Regions from separate parts of the Zea mays genome. Here region 2 is linked to region 1. The links are chromatin contacts, called in public Hi-C maps. All regions are on one chromosome and are shown on one strand. Each heading gives the region's core, a stretch centred on a gene start, on an enhancer-like site or on the middle of the called end of the contact. The rest is flanking DNA. Distances are from core to core; before and after follow the strand shown.

What was found. Hi-C and Micro-C count contacts between places; a contact is called where the count stands out from the background.
Region 2: a Hi-C map of ear shows a contact between it and region 1, with 2.8 times the contacts expected there. The contact joins the enhancer-like site here to the promoter of LOC100283707 in region 1. A contact is called at or near these places in 2 of 25 Hi-C or Micro-C datasets (ear and tassel).

Annotation. Positions count from the first base shown.
Region 1 is chr9:68,068,613-68,073,138 of Zm-B73-REFERENCE-NAM-5.0, reverse strand. It overlaps LOC100283707, which reads left to right and starts at 2,663. Exons shown (of 5, transcript NM_001156606.2): 1 at 2,663-3,040; 2 at 3,648-3,863; 3 at 3,936-4,084. The coding sequence starts at 2,710.
Region 2 is chr9:68,183,283-68,187,531 of Zm-B73-REFERENCE-NAM-5.0, reverse strand. No RefSeq gene overlaps it. Among protein-coding and RNA genes, the nearest start is that of LOC103632007, 93 kb to the left of the region's middle. Within about 2 kb of position 1,676, at least 15 of the 20 cell types and tissues checked have an H3K27ac peak or open chromatin away from gene starts, as enhancers often do. A contact at or near this core is called in ear and tassel, where this site is marked.

The sequences.
Region 1 (4,526 bases), core at 1,414-3,913:
AAGCTTCACATCACGTATTTATCATAGTTTCATGCAATATATAGAGTATCTCGTCTTCATCTATCTCAACGCTAGAGGTCGCGGAGGACATGAAAGAATTATTTGGAGTGAAAGGATAGTGACAAGAATGAAATAGGAAGTGTTAGGAGCAAAATGGAGAGTGAAATGTGTGAATGGATCCAAACATCCCTCTCTATTTGTAGACCTAATTTTATTTATTTATTGATTTTTTGAATTGTTTTTGTAATCCCACTAGCTAATAGATGGATAAACTATAGTCCTATGGAGAATACTTCCGCTTCTCTGTGACAACTGTCCACCACTGGGAGTAGTTTCTTATTTATATTTATGAATTATGCAGTTTTTATTTTATATTTAAATTATATACTTTTAATTATTTTTATGAATTGTGTAATTTTATATGATTAATTATATAATTGGATGCATTTTTAATTCAATAAAATGACATATTCAATGTCAACTAAGAACCTATAAAAGAAATGCTGATGTGATGTTGAGATGATTATAAGCTAAGTTAAAGATAGTGCACTGGATAGTTGTGATCGACAAGGGTTGATCAACTAACGACCCTGCTATCAAACATGTCAACCCTTATTTGCCGGAGTGCTCTAGTATATAGCTTGTAGCTTCGGCCTACAACCACCAAATTGCCACTTTTATAGATTTTAGTTGCAATAAACTATCATTTTATCGAAATAAAAATACACAATTAAGCAAATAAAAAGTATTTAATTTATAAAACATAAATAAAATTACATTAAAACTACATAATTCAAAAATAAAATCTAATTGCCAAAATGTAGATTCTAGATATACTCCATTAAATCATTTTGACGCTGGTCATGAACCATACTAGCATGAATTGTGGCCTCACATTGAATGATGTCTATAAATCTCATGGGTGCATGGAAATGATGGTTGGTGCTACAATGGAGGACTCGACTATCTCATAGTTATCCATATCATATGCTTTTTTCATGCTTATCTTTAACAATCATGTTGTGTTGAACGATACATGCACACATGATCACACTAAGTATTTGCTGGGAAAAAGAATGACCTAGGCTAGCGAGAATATAGAAGCAATCCTAGAGGACCCCAAATGATCTCTGTACGTCCTCTCGTGGCATGCAACAAACATATGCTGCTTTCAGAGTCTATAGGAGAAAATGGTCTTCACAAACACTGACCACTAGAACTAGATGCCATTGGCGAGGTAGTACTCTTAGTTATACTATGTCCATTCATCATGAACTTCACATTTGATGTTTCTCTCTTGAGCTCATCAATGAATAACAACGATTGGTTGAGCGCATTGACATCGTTGTTCCACCCTACTATAAAAAAGCATGCAAAATTCATAAGTCATACGAGGCATCCGTCTCGAGCATTATGGGCAGGGATCCAGTGTCCCCCAAAGTAAACTTCTCTTTCCATTCAACGAGACAATTTTTCTACTTAATGCATGTAATATGTACTACCTATGTACCCAAAAATCCATCTCTTCCCTTTAGCTAAAAGATACTTAAGATCGCCAACAGTGGGACAACGATTATACATACTTGTCACCAAAACATGAAACAACACCATTATAGAATTGCTCAAGACTCTCTAAGATCATATGTTTCCTTATTTTAATATATTTATTGATGGAGTTAGCAACATTATTGTAGGCGAGCATGTAGAGGGAAGCGATGTATTTTTGGCGAGGGAAGAAACCACTGTGTTTGAGTTCATGACTCTACGAGTGAATTAGGGGGAATGGTCACCTAATCTGTCAAAGATTTATAGAAAGAGTCTGCATGTGGTGCATTCGACGAAAGTAGAGTGAATGATAGATCCACAAGTTATTGAAGTAATCTCACATCAGCTGATTGTGGGTGGCTTTATGATCCTGGTCGATGTAGCTCCACTGCTCTTCACCTCCCTATCGTTGAATACTCGGAGGCAAGCTTCACACCGCTGTATCTATCATAGTTTGATGCAATATATAGAATATCTAGTCTTCATCTATTTGAATGCTAGAGGCCGCGGATGACATGGAAGAATTTTTTTTGGAGTGAAAGGGTAGTGAGAGGAATGAAACAAAGGAGCAAAATAGAGAGTGAAAAGCGTGATTGAATCCAAACATCCCTCTATTTGTAGACCTAATTTTAATATTTTTTGAATTGTTTTTGTAATCCCACTAGCTAATAGATGGATGAACTGTACTCCTATGGAGAATACTCCCGCTTCTCTGTGACAACTGCCCACCTCTGGGAGTAAACAACTGTAAATGAAGCGATATCCGATCTCACGCTATCTCGTAACGGGCTGAACTGAAAATCACAATCCAATACATTTCCATGAACCTAAACGCGTCGTTAGATCTACTCTATTAATTTTACCAGCTAATAACTACGGTAGTCTTTAATTTTAGTCGGCTACTATAGCTGCATCCAATGCTAACCGTAGGGGCAATCGTCGGCCCAAACCAAAACATTTGCCCAGTGGCTGCCACACCCACACCTCATCCTGAGCTGCTGCAGCACCTGCAAAGCTCTGCAAGCATCCAGCACAGGCCACACTGGCCACCTCTCTCTCACTCTCTTCACTCCCACAGCCGCAGTTTATATAAAGCAAAAGCGGAGGAGAGCAACGCGCCACACAAGCAAAGAACTTGGCCCCGCCTCCCGTCTCTTACCGCACATGCGCGTCGGGCCGCGTCGACATAGCTGCTTGCCGCCGACACCCGCAGCCGCAATGGCCGTCGCCCACGCGCCGCCGCGCCGGGGCGTGCTCCCCCTCCTGCTCGTCGCCGCGCTCGTGGCGGCGTTGCCGGCCACCTGCGCCGCGGCCAGGAGCAAGAAGTCGTACACGGCCATCTTCAGCTTCGGGGACTCGCTCTCCGACGCCGGCAACCTCATCGTCAACGGCACGCCCAAGGCGCTCACCACCGCGCGCCCTCCCTACGGGATGACCTTCTTCCGCAAGCCCACCGGCCGCTGCTCCAACGGCCGCCTCGTCGTCGACTTCCTGGGTACTGCACTGTACCCTAGTAGTAGTTCGTTCCAACACCGGCAGCTGTTTTTATTTCGCTTCCGTGACTAATTTTTCCCAACTGCTTGTACTTATTTTTGTGGTCTCTGGGATATCTAATTCAAACGTCTCCGTCGCTAAAACTTTTTGATTTGAGTGTCAAGAGGAGCCTGCTATGACTTGGGTGGTCAAGATGAAATTGACCTGTTCTTTTCTTTTTATTAAACAAAAAGTTTGGTAGAGCAAACCTAAAATTTGTTTGTTAAATTTTAGAAAAAGGGAAAAACAAAGATGAGGTGACTAGTGACTACTAAATTTGTTTGTAAGAGTCCCATTTCTTTGCTCTCAGCTCTTCATTTCTCTGTGGTGCTACCCTTTTAATCAGGCGAGGGCGAGGGCGAGGTCAAAAGGGGTTGATTTTTTCCGACCTTCCTTTATAAAAAGATGGAAACGAGTGGTAGAAAACTGGTGGTAAAAAGGGTTGCTGCTTTGCCGCGCTGTGAATCGTTGCCGTCTCCGCTCTGCTGCTAGAGTTTTAGCAGAGTACTGATGCGAATTAAAGTCTCTTCTTTCCCTTTTGTGATGGGAACCTTTGGCCAATTATGCAGCCGAGCATTTCGGGCTGCCACTGCCGCCACCGTCGCAGGCCAAGGGCAAGGACTTCAAGAAGGGCGCCAACTTCGCCATCACCGGCGCGACGGCCCTGGAGTACTCCTTCTTCAAGGCGCACGGCATCGACCAGCGCATCTGGAACACCGGCTCCATCAACACCCAGATCGGCTGGCTCCAGGACATGAAGCCGTCCCTCTGTAAATCGGAGCAAGGTCCGGCCCCAATCTCACCCGCACTGAATGTTCTCGAAAATTTTGCAGTGGATCACCGAATGTTGGTTGCAGACTGCAAGGATTACTTCAGCAAATCCCTGTTCGTCGTCGGGGAGTTCGGGGGCAACGACTACAACGCGCCGCTCTTCTCCGGCGTCCCATTTTCTGATGTCAAGACTTACGTGCCCCTTGTTGCAAAGGCTATCGCCAATGGCGTTGAGGTAGCATTTCTCAACTATGAGTCTCAAATTCACTAGTAGATGATTGACCCTTACATTTCATCATACACCATTCTGCATATACATTGATGATGCAGCAGTAGAGTTTCAGAAAGTGGTCAACTGTTTTCGAATGGGGGGAAAATGTTTGATGGCGTGGCCCTGAACTTCCGCATGCTAAATTGAGCTTCTGCACAGTCCATCAGATTGTTGTTTAGTGCAGCCCCATGTGATGCAAGCATGAGGGGGCTCCAGGTAGAACATGATTGCACAATGAAAGAGAGAATGGGCATGCAAAAGGTAGGGTGGGTACAGATGAAGAGAGAATCTTTTGCTATGCGCATGCCCATCATGGAATGGTTGTAAACAATGGTTTGCTTCCACAAATTTCAAGACGACATGATAGATTTATCTGACGACATGGTGGTGGTGGTGCATCTGTAAC
Region 2 (4,249 bases), core at 427-2,926, 120 kb before region 1:
TCGAGAGTGATCCGCCCAACCCGGGCCGACTCCGGCGGTGAAACAGGAACCTCGCGGCGGCGTGGTTCGCCGGAGCACGATGAAACACCTTACAGGTGATTGGATTGCTACGATGATGGGGAATTTACGTATATAAGCTGACAATGAACTTGATGGGAAGAAGTTTACCGTGAATCTGGGCGCAATCGACGAGGTTCACGCAGAGCCGCGGCACGGCGGTGGTGTACCGAAACCGACGATGAATTCCGTCCGCTAAGGTTGCTCCAGGTGTCCGCTGGTGGTGCGCGCACCCATTCCAAGGTTAGGAGAAGCTCCCCAGGCTACCGGAGGGTGCCAATCGAGATCAGGGCGCGAAATAGACGACGGCGCGGAGCTTCGCCTCCCGGTGTCGCACTGCTCTCAACTGTACTGAGGTGGTCGCGAAGAAGAAGGGAGGAAGAGCGAAACTGAGACCCCGAATCCTTTGTAGGCGCTAGGGTACCCAGGGCGCGGTCACCAGACCCGCGAGTATGGCGCGGTCTCCCGCCGAGTTCGGGGAAAATTCGTTGAGGGAGGTAGGAGACGAGCTGACTTGCGGGCCCCGTGGACCAGCGGCACAAGCAGCGGACGCTCGCGAGTGATGCACTGGCCGAGCGGGCCCATGTGTAAGTGGCAGATGACATTTGCGCGCAGGTGGTTAGTGGTGGGCTTCGTGGGCCGCGCAGTGGGGATGCGGTTGTGGGCTGAAATGATTTGGTGGTCCGACTGAATTCCTTCCTTTTTTTCCTTTTATATTTTCCTTTCTCTTTTCCCTTTTAGATTTTCCAATTCAAATTTAAATTCTAGTTTTAAATTCAAACTTGTGACAAATTTATCCTTTTATTATATTGTGCCAGGACAAGTTACAATTTGGAGATATATTTATATATATCATTTATATTTTTATATCACATAATATTTGTTTGCTTCTCTTTTCTAAATTCTAGAATCTCTTTTAGGTTTTAAATTCCACTTTGGGCTTTTTAATATATTCCTTGTCACATTCCTATTATATGTTGTCACAAAATGCACACCAAATAAAACCTCAACATGATGCACAATTTAATGGTATATCCTTTTATTAATTATTTATTTTTTTGAATATGGTGCTCACAAGTGATGATACATAAAGATTAAACTCACATAAAGAGAAATTGTTTCTCTATTGGTATTATTCTTAGCAAATTACAAAGTGGGTGTTACAGTGAAGTAGGGGCGAGCTTGGTTGGTAGCGGACAGTCATCTTCAGAAGATGTGGATCCAGACGTCTAGGAGGTCTGAATCGATGAAGTCGCTTCAACCTAGGGGCCGGAGCAGACGCACGGTGGGAGTTTGCTTCGGCCGTCTACCTGGAACTGCGTGCTCGAGCCTTCGCCGAGATGGTGATGCTGCGCGTGACGGCGGTGTGCTGGTGCCCTCACCAGACGCTGATGCTTCATGCGGTCGTCATAACGCTGGTGTGCCACGACCACGGTGGTGCTGATCGCGACCTAGGGTGGTCACGACGCATGGCGCGCCGAGGAGACTCCGTGCCGAGGAAGGGCTTCGTTGCTGTAGCAGTGGCAGCGGCGTGACCAGAGTTCTAGAACCCTAGCGGCTAGCGGTGGATGTAAGTGCTAGGCGGAGCATCAGACATGGGCTGAAGCGGAAGAAAGAGAGAAACAATTGGTCGCATATGTGAGCAGGGCCATTTTGGTTTAGGCACTTTGCGGGATGGGCCTGAGGTTGCTGTGCGCCTGTGCACTTGAGATATGGCTGGTGAACAGATATCATCATCCAAGGCGATTTTTTTTAAAAGAGAGAGTGTGAAGAGGTATTGCTAAAAGTGTCATATGAGCCGATTCGATATAAGAATCGATGCTGAGGTGTTTTTCGGCACATTATATTTGCTCGAAAAACAGGGGGGTATGTGTTGAATGTGAAATTTATGATCCGTTGGTGCAGGGCTGTAGAAGGTATACGAAGTTGCCTACTGCAAAATAGGAGAGAAAGCAAATTATTAACAGGTATATAAATGAGATGCACGGCGATATGTGACCAGTAATGCATAATCAAGAGGCATGTCAGGATAATGACGCAAGGCTATAAAAGTGGAATCTGTTAGTATTATTCCTATTATTTAGACTAAGTTAGTTCCTATTATTTAGTAAAGGTAGCTCCTGTTATTTAGATTAAGTTAGCTATCAGGTTTCAGAATCGACTATATAAATATGTTGTAAGCTACAGTAACGCGAACAGAAGAAAAAAGAGCTTACAATTACCTTTTTTTTATCTGTTATCTATTTCCTTTGTTTTTCTTTCTTTGGTGTTTTGCCGAGAAAAACACTCAAAATTCTCTGCGAAAGTGAGATCATCGTTGTTGCTTAAAAGAAAATACTGGTAGCAACAGACAACAGCACAGCAGTTACTAGTTTTAATCATATCTCTTCAAATATTCATCCAAAAATAGCAAACTAGGATTTTCTGGAAAGCTTAAAAGTGAACTATAACTTTGGTATTTTCACCTCAACCTGATTCAACACATAGCAAAGTCAAAAAGTGCAATCACAGCAGCTCTGTCTAGATTTGGACAGATTCAGACTTGCAACTTCAAAAATTTACAACTAGAGATTCAGACATCCAAACAAGTTGATTCTAGACTTTCTGGAAAGCTAATTAAATGTTGTACAAATTATTTATAAACATCTTAAGGTGATTCAATGTTTAACTAAGAATAAAAGACACTAGAAGGCTTTGTTGTCCCGAATAGGACAGATTCAGTCTTCAGATTTTAAACATTCATAACTTAATCTTCAGACCACCAAAAAGAGTGATCCAAGACTTTTTGGAAAGCTTGGCAAAAGAACTACATAACTTTTATAATCACCAAGAAGTGATTCTAGGTTTAATCAAATCAAACATTACAGTTTTCGAAATCTGTGCTGACAGTGGACAGAACACAGCAACCAGTTTGTAAAATTTATAACTCTTAAACTGTCAGGCCTATGGTTGTAAAATTTTAACACAAGCAAGATAAGAAAAGCGTCTACAACTTTCTTATAACGACCATGAACTGATTGCAACATTAAATTGAGCAAACAATGCAGTTTCTGAAATCTGTACAGAATTTGCACAGATTCAGTTACTAAATTTGTAAAAATCATAACTCCTAAACGATCGGACTTAAGCCTGTCAAATTTTAACACAAGTAAGATAATAGAGTTATCTACAACTTTTCTATAGCACATATCTACATAAAACACCATTTAGTTCATCAAACATACAGTACGGGGAAATCGCTGCGTGCAGCCCAAAACAGCAATTAATACATTTCAGCTTCTATACAATTCAAGAATTTCCGCATTTTAGAGACTTGACTTACTCTAACTTATATCAAGACAGACATAAGCATAGTCACACAATAGATGACGTGTCAGCTACGTAGTCATGCCATCACTTCACCCCACACTCCCAAGTAACAAAACAACTCTAACCGAACTTGGCATTTGGCCGATTGATTCCTAACCCATTTTTCATACCACCACTACACCACCCATCGCAAACATAGACTAATTCAATCATACTTCATATGGCAATTTATACAGAGTCGCAGAGTAACAATATTAACACATAGGTAAGCGACATTTCTTCACGACTTTTGGCTAAGTCGTCAAACAGACGACATGATGACTACGAAGGCATGTCACCATTTCATCACACACACTCATCTCCTATATGCGCACTAATCCATTTCTTGCGACATATGCATTCAAAATCAATCCACACTACACAAGTACACTTATCTCTTATTTATGCGCAGACTTAACACCTTTCGGGATAAAACGTCACTATAAACACCTTACACATAATTGCATTACCAACCGACTTGTTCTCTCGGAAACATCTAGTCGAAGCAATGAACCCAACCGTACACTATGTGCCAGGTGAAATTCAAGGAACGCGTAAGGTGTACTGGCTCGACTTATAATTATAGAGAAAGCGATGACTACTTTGGCATGTCACCACCTCTCTATTTAAGCCAAGTCAATTTCTACTATCGACTAAGAGTTCTAAGTATTAAACACATTATTACTTTTCATGCACAAATAAATCTCAACTTAACACCATTTTTGGTTAACTCGATCGACATACTATGCATGTCCTTCGCCCTTCAAAATTTATCGCACAACAGGAATCATCCTACTTGCTAATGACACCAATAATACCTACTGATCTATTATTCGCAACACGA